Linked DNA regions of Mus musculus: region 2 is linked to region 1. The links are chromatin contacts, called in public promoter capture Hi-C maps. All regions are on one chromosome and are shown on one strand. Each heading gives the region's core, a stretch centred on a gene start, on an enhancer-like site or on the middle of the called end of the contact. The rest is flanking DNA. Distances are from core to core; before and after follow the strand shown.

The links. Promoter capture Hi-C pulls out the DNA fragments that hold promoters and counts their contacts.
Region 2: a promoter capture Hi-C map of second pharyngeal arch cranial neural crest shows a contact between it and region 1, with 3 times the contacts expected there. The contact joins the promoter of Cdkn2a here to the enhancer-like site in region 1. A contact is called at or near these places in 5 of 39 promoter capture datasets (the 3T3-L1 cell line, cranial neural crest, frontonasal cranial neural crest and 2 more), 10 of 484 Hi-C or Micro-C datasets (cerebellum, cortical neurons, embryonic fibroblasts and 4 more), 3 of 115 datasets of contacts at active chromatin or transcription factors (extraembryonic endoderm stem cells, neural tube and pancreatic cancer cells) and 1 of 9 other capture datasets (pancreatic islet).

What each region holds. Positions count from the first base shown.
Region 1 is chr4:88,935,008-88,940,411 of GRCm38.p6, forward strand. All of the region lies in intron 1 of Gm49890 (predicted gene, 49890), which reads right to left. Among named protein-coding and RNA genes, the nearest start is that of Gm49890, 4.3 kb to the right of the region's middle. Within about 2 kb of position 2,939, at least 144 of the 459 cell types and tissues checked have an H3K27ac peak or open chromatin away from gene starts, as enhancers often do. A contact at or near this core is called in cortical neurons, embryonic fibroblasts, muscle stem cells and 5 more, where this site is marked.
Region 2 is chr4:89,278,467-89,283,709 of GRCm38.p6, forward strand. Cdkn2a (cyclin dependent kinase inhibitor 2A) reads right to left here and starts at 3,726. Exons shown (of 3, transcript NM_001040654.1): 1 at 3,520-3,726. The coding sequence starts at 3,645.

The DNA of each region.
Region 1 (5,404 bases), core at 1,689-4,188:
CTTTCCCATCTTCCAAATTATATAAGCATAAGTAAATCTCTCTCTCTCTCCCTCTCTCTCTCTCACACATACACACACACACACACACACACACACACACACACATGAGCACGCACGAACAACTACAATGCAAACTGTAAAAAAACTCAACATAAGTGAAAAGCCTAAATATATTCTGAGCCACAGACTCCTACCCACTACCCACCCTAGAGGACTTATAATTAAATCATACTATGTCTTGATTTCGTCCCAATTACTTTGAAAGCAGCTTCAATAAGGCTACAGCCTATACACAAATGGCACTAATTTCCCCATCTGGGTATAAGTCTTTTAACTCCAGTTGTTATGCCCCTGGCAAGGAAGTAAAACTGAGTTAGACCACGGACTGGATCTGCTGTGGAGCACAAGCTTCCGCTTTGCAAATGGCAGAGCTGACTCTTGTCTGTCCTGTCTTCTCTCAGACTCAGTAAAGGGGAGTGGGGTGAAGACTCTCAGACTTGTGGATCTGTGTCACGAAGACTCAGGCTTATACAGCAGAAAGAGGATCAACACGCATTGCTTGTTTTCTGAACGCTCCCCACCCCCGCTTCCCCCGCCTCAAGTTTCTTGCATCAGAATGATGTGTCAGAGACATCACAAAGCAAGAAATGGAAGTGGACCAAAGAAGATCATAGTATGAGCATTGGCAGTCATGTACATTGCATTTTCCCTGCTAAAAGTGTAGTTTTAAATTACTAGGACAATTATTGTTTTGCTCAGAAGATTGGTGCTATTTGGGATATTAAAATAATGGTGTCTCAAAAGAGTATTTCTCTGAAAATAGAAATCACCTAGCGAATTCTCTGTAATCTGCAAGTTGGCTTCAAGTGCTCAGTAGCTAGGATCGGCTAGAAAATACGAAACAGAACATACTTGATAAAGCCAGAATCAGGGTTTCAAGGTTATTGGAAGAGGACTTTCCCCCCTCTGCTGTCATGCATGCAATAACTGTATATTGCTTAAAATGTTAATCCCAGGAAAAGCAGAAGGTCCTAGAGAATGAATCTACAAGTAAATCTTGACCCTACACTCTACCTTTTAACCTCCTTACTCCTGAAGTCAACACAGATTTCCCCCACACCCATGTGCAATGGAAAGCTTCCTCCATCATCTCCAACCTCCTCCCAAGTTTGTTTGTTTTTTTTTTTGTTGTTGTTGTTTTGTTTTTTTAAGCCTGGAGTGAAAGACAGCCGGAGACTCTACAAATGAAGCAAGCACATTAGGGTACTTACATGTACAGATTAAATAACTGATCTACTTTCTATACAATTTACTGTCATTGTTTAAAAGCCCCCAGTGAAAATGTAGCTCAAAATGCAAAGATCAAATTTCACCATTTCTTTTACTTAAGCTGCATCTATTCTAGATTCAACAAAAGTTTTTTTTTCCCTACATTGCAGAACTATGTAATAACAAAATTTATCACTCATTAAAACTTTTGAGACATTTGGGGGTTACTTTTTAAGCAACTAGTTATTAAATATATCAAGAAGATGTTTTAAAGCATTATTACTAGCCCTTTCTTGTTTATGATTAGAGAATTATCTATCCTAAAATGCCTTCAAATTCCATATTGTCTTTTAATACTATATTTTATCCCTTAAATGTTAGTAATCAGAGGTTACATTTTCGCCTTTTTACGTTTAAAGTTAAGAGCCCCCACAATGTTCAAATGATAAAAATACTTAGACACAAGTAATGCAATTGTGGCAATTACGAAGAATTTAATGTTTTCTAATCTCAAGGCGTCAATATTCCCAGCAAAACACATTTAACAAAAACCTATCACTGAAGAAAATTATTGTTAAAACAAATCAATTAATGTTCTATAAGTACCCTAAATAGTTAACAACGGTATTTAATATAGCTTCAGTTCTGGGGCAAATCAAGAAAAATGATTTCAAAATGAGGGGAAAATGATACACATTTCTTGTTCTCCATTTTTTTCCACTTCCATTTTTATAAAGATATTCAAATAGTAGATGTCTCATAGCTTTCGTCCTATAATAACCTATTTAAAACAAGCCGAGTCCACACTGTCCGTCAAGGATTTAGTCACTACTATGTACTCTTCAGAATTTATAAAACTTCAAGAGCCTTCTAGGCTCTTCTAGCTTTCAGGCTTCTTGCTCTCTCTCACATCAACCATGAAGGCAATACCTACGTATAAAATAAAGACCTAATATGATGTAAAAGAAAAGTTTCCAGAAGGCCCACCCCACCTCCAAAAAAAAGTCTATTAAACACGAATCAAAAATGCCTATTTGGGGACCCAACCTAGTTTTCAAGAGGCCCTGTACAAGTTACAAAGGAGAAAGGAAGCGAACTATATTACTTCCTTGGTGGGGGACAACCGCACAATATTATTTTAAGCCTTTTTTTTTTTGATGATAAAAATCAAAATAAAATACCTACGGAACTGCCTCTGGAGATACTGAACAATAACCAGAATGACAGTGGGAAACAACTTAAAAAGTTAGCTCCCCTCCAACCAAACACGAGAAACTCAATAAACCTAAAGTCGAGCGTCACTTTTAAATCACTTAAAACAAAAATCAAGTCAACCAAAACTTTCTCAAAACAAATGATAAAACTGAGCATTGTCGAAACTCCCGTTCACCAAGTATTTTAATCCACAGGTAATAAACTCCCGCAAAATAAATAAATAAATAAAAATAAAAAATTCGTGCCTACTTCCCCCTCTAATTCCACTTCAAAGGTGCCAGGATTTCAATGAGGAAGCTGAAAGACGGGATTCGGATTCCAGAAGCAGTCCCCAGGCAGGAGGGCCACAGCTCCAACCCTTGGTGCAGGTTGTGAGCCCCATTGCCTGTCCCTGTCCTTTAGCTCTTTAGGAGGCCACCTAAGCTTGTTTCGCTGCTCCCTACGCGGCCACTGCCTGGCTGAGGAAACCCTGCAGCAGCCGAGGAGCCGGCCCTTCCAAGGGAGGGTCACGGAGAGAAGGGGCAGGAGCTGACGAACATCCTTCATCCTTTTTCCACCATACGAGTACGAACTGAAAACAAGCGAATCCTCGGCTGTGGGGGTTCTCACCGCACGCCTCGTTTCTGTGCACTCCACCGGAGAAGCCCCCGGGAAGTTTCCAAAGCACCCAGAGTTTGAAATGGTGCGTGGGCAACGCGGGGACTCCCCAGCGGAGAGCGCTCCAGCACGCACGCCGCGCTCTGCTTCCCTGCGCGCTCGAGGATCGCGCGCGGCCCGAGCGTGTGGCCGAGCGCGGGTGGCTGTGCGGGACCGCGCCTCCGCTCCCCACGCGCGCCGCCGAGCCGCCTCGTCCCTCGGCTCCCACCAACCCCAGGGTGGCTCGCCGCGCGCCCGGGCCCGCTTACCTGCGGCCTCCACGCACCCCGCGCGCGCCTCTGCGTCCCGCGTTGTGCGCAGGTCGAAAGAAAGCGCCGCGGGCTGTGCCACCTCCGCGCGCCCACACCTGCCGCGCGGCCCGACGCCCCGCCCCGGCCCCGCCCCGACGGGACCGGCCGCGCCTCCGCCCGGCCAGCACCAGCTGCAGCCGGCGCAGCTCCCGAGCGCCGCGGCTAGGCAAGGTTCGCGACAGTCACCGCTGGGGCGGCAGCCACCGCGTGGCAACCTGCGCGAGCCCCGGCATTCTTGACCAGCAGGCCAGCGGCGATGCTGGCAGGGGTCTTCAGAAACCCTGGCGACTGGTGCAGCCCAGGGATCCAATGGCGTTCAAGCCGGAGGGGAGCTCTCCCATCCCTGGCATCCTGGTCTTGGCTGCCTTGAGGCCTTCCTGGACGTTTTTTTTCTGTACCCACCTGCTCCGGATCTTGTTCTTGAGCAGCCTGAGTGCTGCTCTCTGAATCTCTTTACTGGCGTTGCCTTTGTATGAATGCTCCCGTGCACTGCCCTGTCTCCAAGCACGTCATTTTTATTGTCCGATGAGATTCATGTTTAATACTAGAGCGTACAAGCAGAGACATGCGCTTTCCCAATCCTTTCCATGTAAGTTTCAATTACCTAAAAGGTAGAGGTTAGGTTGCCCATCTTGGAAATTCTCAAGCAAATACAGAATTATACACAGCAACATATTTTTTTTTCTGTAGTCTGCAAGCACAGCATGAGGCCTTTTACACTGATTTAAGAGGGTGGAAATTGTCTTTGTACAAGTAAATGCAATTACATTTTAGCAAAAGTCCCATTACCCACCAAGAAAAATTCTACAAGTGGGGTGAGGAAAGGAGACGAATAAAATTCATGGTGATGTTTAATTAATGATGAGATAACATCTCAGTGTAAAAAAAAAATCACATATTCAAACCAGGTGAAAATTACTCACCAGATGTTCCTTAATGAGGTGGTACTCATTTGCTTAGCCGACTACAGAAAAGACAAGCCAAATAGGGTTGATTTATTACACAAATTACACTAACATGCATATATATGAGCTTAAGACTTATGTGAGAAACTCGGGTTTAATTTTTCCTTATGAAGCAGGTGCATAAAATGTTTTTTTTTAATGCTCTCTCCTACACCCAAGTTATGTGTGTTAAGGTCGTGATGATTAATGGTTAACAGTGTTGAATGCACAATGGTAGGAACCATTACACTTCACCTGAAAATGGCTCTGACTCATGAACTCCATTTTGAAGAACTGAAAACTCTCAAGGTTGATCCACTACCTTGATCAAAAAATAAGAATCGGCAGTCAAACATGTCACTATTAAAGTAATTGTGAAGTTTTTTTGAAGTTAGCTTTAAAGTTTATAGTCTGAGTGCAGAGGGGGGAGAATCAAATACCCCCAAATCATGAAAAGCAAGCCTTAAAATGAGAATCTAGAAAGAGCTAAGTGTTTGTCTATCCATAGAAAACCCAAAAGCATGCTTTGAAGTGCAAAAATATTACTCTAATTTTATTTATTGAATCAGGATGTTGTCAAATGTAAGTGGCCATTTAAACATAATTCTTTTGGTGAAATGGGAAGGGGGGGTGGTAATATAAACCCGGCCAGGAAAGACTCAAACTCCAACAGAAAACCTAATAGATGAGCAACTACAGGCACTTCATTTATGGGACTTTTTTTCTTTAAGGTTTAAGCAGAAGTCTAAATTACTATTACAGATGAAACTGCTTAATGCTTATCTAAAATTATATAGCATGATACTTTGAATAGCAAATAATCAAAAAAAGATAATACATTTCAAATTATAAACATCAATGTAAAGAAAAACAAACATTTGTCTTTCAGGCTTTGATCCAGGCAGACAAGTTATTTGTCCCCCAAACAAATACATAATTTTGAACACCCAAGTGCTACACAAAGCATAGAAAAGAGGCCCCCTTCTCACCCATTAAAGTTCCGATGGGCTTGTGAACGGAACATAGCAA
Region 2 (5,243 bases), core at 2,476-4,975, 340 kb after region 1:
AAAAACTATTTTACATAAAAGGAAAACTTATCATTTGTTACAACAGTAATAAGTCTACAGAGTGAGTTCCAGGACAGCCAGGGCTACACAGAGAAACCCTGTCTCAAAAAATAAAAAGAAAAAAAGAAAAAAGAAAAAGAAGAAGAGAGAAAGAAAGAAAGAAAGAAAAAGAACGAACGAACACAAAACAAGTCTCAAGTTTAAATTGTGAAGGCTAGCTTTGGTCTGTCAATCCTCCTAGCACAATCCTCTTCCCAAGTAACTGTGATTCCAAGGTTACACAGAAAAACCCTCTCTCAACAACAACAACAGCAGCAGCAATGATAATAAACAAAGCCATTCCCATAGAGGACTGGAGTGGACTCAGCACCGTGCTTTGTGCCTGGGAAGGAAGAGCTCAACCATAGCTCAACCATCTTAGCTCCCTCCGTCCGTCTACCAGAGAGGCATTCTGAAATGCAATCCATAGTCATTACAAAAACACAGAACTATTTTGTTATGAGTAAGGGAAGCCAGTTCTGGGGGACCTCACACCTTTTGGCCTTGGGTGGACATCACGAATACATGTGCTGAAGATATACATTCAGGTAAAACACCTACACACAAGTCATAAACTAATAATAAAGAATAGTAAAGAGGACAACTATGTAAGTGGAAGCTCTGCTGCTCAACTGGAAGCTTGACTTGAGGCTGGAAGTCAAACTCCCAATACCAATGGGAGTGTTAAAGTCAGATCACCTGCTTGCAGTTTCAAAACATGAATAAAAGTCATATTGTAGTAACTGTCACATGACACTTTCCCCAAGTTGTTTTACTTACAATGGTAACTTTGAAAGGCTCTTTAGGGTATGCAAGATGGCTCTGCAGGTAACAAACAGGCTTTGCTGTCAAGTCTGACACTGTCCATTTTCCAGATTCATATGGTGAAAAGACGGAACTACATCCCATAAGTTGTCCTCTGACCTCCACACACAGCCCCCCCCCCAACTAAATAAATAAATCGGTACAATAAAAGAATTTATTTTAAGCTCTGTAAAGTTAACTGGACAATAAACTAGGCAAAATTTGCCTTAGAGAAAACAAGAAAACCCCCAATACCACTTTGTACAGAGAACCCACGGTTTTTGAACTAATTTTATCTAGGGCTAAGAATAAAGAAACTTTTGCTGATACTGGAATAAACTTGAGCATAGGTTTGGAATCTGCACTCAGACTATAGGAAGTTAAGGACAATGTTACACTAATGTAATTGATGCCCTGCTACCTGTGTCTCCTGTATGAATAATAACAACCACCCTGGCAACTTGCCTCAGGAACAAGTCTTGCTCCTAGTGCTACAATCTCAGGCACACTTCCTTCTCCTCAGGTCCCTGCTTCTGTTTACCCACCGCTTCAGCTGCCATCTCCTCCTCCTCTCCTGTTGAAAGTTTTAGCCTCAGGAGTCTTCTCAAGAACCGTATTAGCAACAACAGTCTTGCACACATTGCCAAAAAAACCAAACAAACAAAAAAAGAAACAAAAAACAATCCACATGGAAAGCCAAGAAGTTTGCCACTAGAACAAGCCTGAAGAGTGGACCTTGATAAACCTTCAGGAACTTCTGGCTTCTAAGAGGAAGATCTAATCACTTTGCGGTTCTGTGCTCTCTCAACTCCTCAAAAGTCCATCATCCCTCCCTCCCTCCCTTCTCCTCCCATGTGTTCCGTGTGTGTGTGTGTGTGTGTGTGTGTGTGTGTGTGTGTGTGTGTGTGTGTGTGTGGTAGAGGGGCTGGAGTGTCATCAGCTCATCCAACACGGTTTTGTTGGCCACAGATGGTTTTATAACTTCAGACATCTCTTATTCAGTGCTGATGGAGGCAGAGAAGAGAGGGAAGGCAGTGGACGTAGGCACTCAGAATTATGTGTGATTTCTAAGATGAATTTCTCTCTCTCTCATATATATATACACATATAAAATAATGAAGATAATATAATTGCACTAGTATTGCTGAATCATTCTCCGAAGAAAGTAAAACTAACTTAGGTTTCAGCAAAACTGTAAAGGAACTACAGAAAAGAGAAAGTAACAATACTGTGTGTTGAAGACCTCCATCTTGCTCATAAAATTGGTTTTAAAAATTGCTCACATCTGAAGAAAGCAATCACAAGTGGGGAGGGAGGGAGGGACCTGGGAGGGAAAGTAGAAGGGTTGGGGAGGGAGTTGGGGAGAATAAAAAAATAATAAAGGTAGAAGGGGAAACCCTGTGATAGGAAAAAAAATGCTCACATCTTTTATGGTATGGAAAAGTTGAAATAGCAAAAATAAAATGAATACTAAATCCTTTAAGAAAGTACCTTGGGTTTTTTTGTTTTGTTATTTTCTTTCTACTCTTCTTTTGTTAGGGGGGAGGTGTTTCTATACAGGGTTTTCTCTATGTCATCCCTGCTGACCTAGAACTGAAAAGATTAGTTTGCCTCTGTCTCTTGATTCTGGGATTAAAAAACAAACAAACAAACACCCCCAAAAAAACCAGCCTGGCTTATTTTTCCTCTTCTCTTCTCTTCTCTTCTCTTCTCTTCTCTTCTCTTCTCTTCTCTTCTCTTCTCTTCTCTTCTCTTCTCTTCTCTCTTCTAGGCTTATCTCCCCTCCCCTCCCCTCCCCTCTCTCCTCCTCCTCCTCCTCCTCCTCTTCCTCCTCTCCTCTCCTCTCCTCTCCTCTCCTCCCCCCCCCCCAGCATTTCTGCCTGAACATCAAATGGGTTATGGCTCTGAAACCAAACCAACTTCCTCCTTCCCCGTTAAAACTATCTACCCAACTTTCTTAACTTTTCTGTATTCAATGAATACGGTCCTCTCTTACATATTTTAGGACTCCAAAGGCAAACTTCTCAGCAACTGGTAACACTGCAAATGTTAAACTGCAAACTATAGACACGTTATTTTAAAAGGTTCACATTTATCTCGCACAACCACCCAACCTGTCTAGAATCAAAGAGGTTTCCACGCTTGACTTGCAAATGATCTCAAGGTCCCAAACTCGTTTGTTTATTTTTATTCTGTGATTTAAAGTGTGTAAAATATAGTCTATGTTGCAGTTTCAGAAGGCACCTTCCAGCCTTTTTAGTCAAGTTGAAACCGATGTTCTTTTTCTTCAGCTTATTATGCACAGGCTCTGGAATGCACATTTGTTTCACGGGAATTTTCTTTGTTAGAGTTAGAAAGGATAGTTACAGACATTTCTAGGGCCAGGACTCCTTTTAGGCTGAAACTTAGTAATCTGGTAAAAGCAAGACCAGAATTAATCAGCTGACAGTAGATGGGAGAAACAAGACTTCTCAAAAATAAGACACTGAAAACTCGATGCCAAAATGGTTTCACTATAACAAGTTAGTTTAATGGGTGGCTCCGGTGGGCAGCAGCAACAACAAAAACAAACAAACAAACAAAAATATCTGGGGTATGCATTTCAAATGGTAATTGAAATGTTATCTCTTCCTGAACAAAAGTTACCCGACTGCAGATGGGACACTCCTTGCCTACCTGAATCGGGGTACGACCGAAAGAGTTCGGGGCGTTGGGCGAAACCCCGGCTTCCAGCAGTGCCCGCACGTCATGCACACGGCCCTGGGCCGCCGCCCTGGCCAGTCTGTCTGCAGCGGACTCCATGCTGCTCCAGATGGCTCTCCTCGAGTTCGCTTTCCTCGCGGAGATTCAGTGCCCGCCCAATCGCCCAGTCGTGTGACCAGTGGGTCCCTCCTTCCTTCCTCTGAGGATGGTGTGGGGGGGGGGGGGAGCCACACTCTGCTCCTGACCTGGCTCCACAGCCCGCCATAGGTGGCGCTATTTGCCCTGAATATAGCATGAATTGAACACCCCTGAAAACACTGCTGTTCCCCCCACCTCCGGATGGGGGAGGGGAAAGGGATGGAGCCCGGACTACAGAAGAGATGCAGGGTTCAGGAGGAGAGCTGGGCGTTGAAACAGCGCTAAAGGATCGGACAGCCCCCGCCTGCTACCCACGCTAACACCCCTCCCCCATGCCTGGTCACCCTTTGACACGCTGGGCTCCTTCTGGACCCGCACAGCAAAGAAGTGCACACGTGTCTTCTGAGAAAGTGAACTAGTCCTTCTCGAAATCTCTCCTTCCTCCCCAGTGCAACACCCAGGTATTAGAAAAACGAAGGAGGGTAATTTTCATCACTACACTGAAACTTAAGGTATTTAACATCTTAGCAGAAAATTGTGTCATCTTTTATTCAGAAGAAAGAGCTACAACTTCGCCAAGCTGAGATCCCAACAACCCTAGCTCAAACAACTCATTTTGGAGGGTACCACGCCCAGTATGAAATCCGAATCTTTGCGAAGGATTTGCAGAAACATTTCTGATGTTGCTGTATCAGTGCTAGGATTCTGTACACAACTATAAAAAAGTGACGGGGTGAAGTCATCGGAGGGCAATCTGCTTATAAAGTATTTCTATTTTATGGGGCTGTTGTTTGTTTAAATGAGTTGGTGTGCTGCGCATAAACGTTGCACCGGTTTAAATTGTTCGTTAAAAACGTCTTTGCAATCTTGTGAGGCAGGAAGAAGAACACGCTTTGGGCAGAGTTACCAGTACTGGACAGAAGGGAGGATTTAAAAAGACAGTCCTCACCAGAAAGGCAATGGCCCTTTCTTCCACTCCTGGAACTCAGCATAAACTCAGAACTCTGTCTCCCTTCTGCCTCCTGGGTGCCAGGATTAAAGGCCTGGCATTATTTTCTGCAGATTTTGAATAATTTTCTCTCCCCATATTCTTTATATGGCCACAGCTATTTTTGACTTTGTATGTGTGTGGTGAGAATGTCAGTCATATCCTGTGGACACAAAACTACAGACAGACAGAGAACTGACCCCTCATTTACCAACTCCACGAATTCAAATGTGTGGGGGGGGGGGAGGGAGAGGGAGGGAGAGAGGAGGGGGAGAGGGAGGGAGGGGGAGGGAGAGAGAGACAGAGAGAGAGAGAGAGAGAGAGAGAGAGAGAGAGAGGAGACACACACACACACACACACACACACACACACACACAGAGACAGAGACAGACAGAGACAGAGAGAAAGAAAGGAGAGTCTCACCTTATATTATACCCCAGGTTGGCCCTGCTTCTGTCTCTTTAACTGCTGGGATTAGAAGCTGCTACCAAGCAAGCTGAGTTTAGTTTAAATAAACTATGTAAATTTTCTGAGGCTTTGTTCTCTCTCCTCAGGTTTAAGTAAATTATG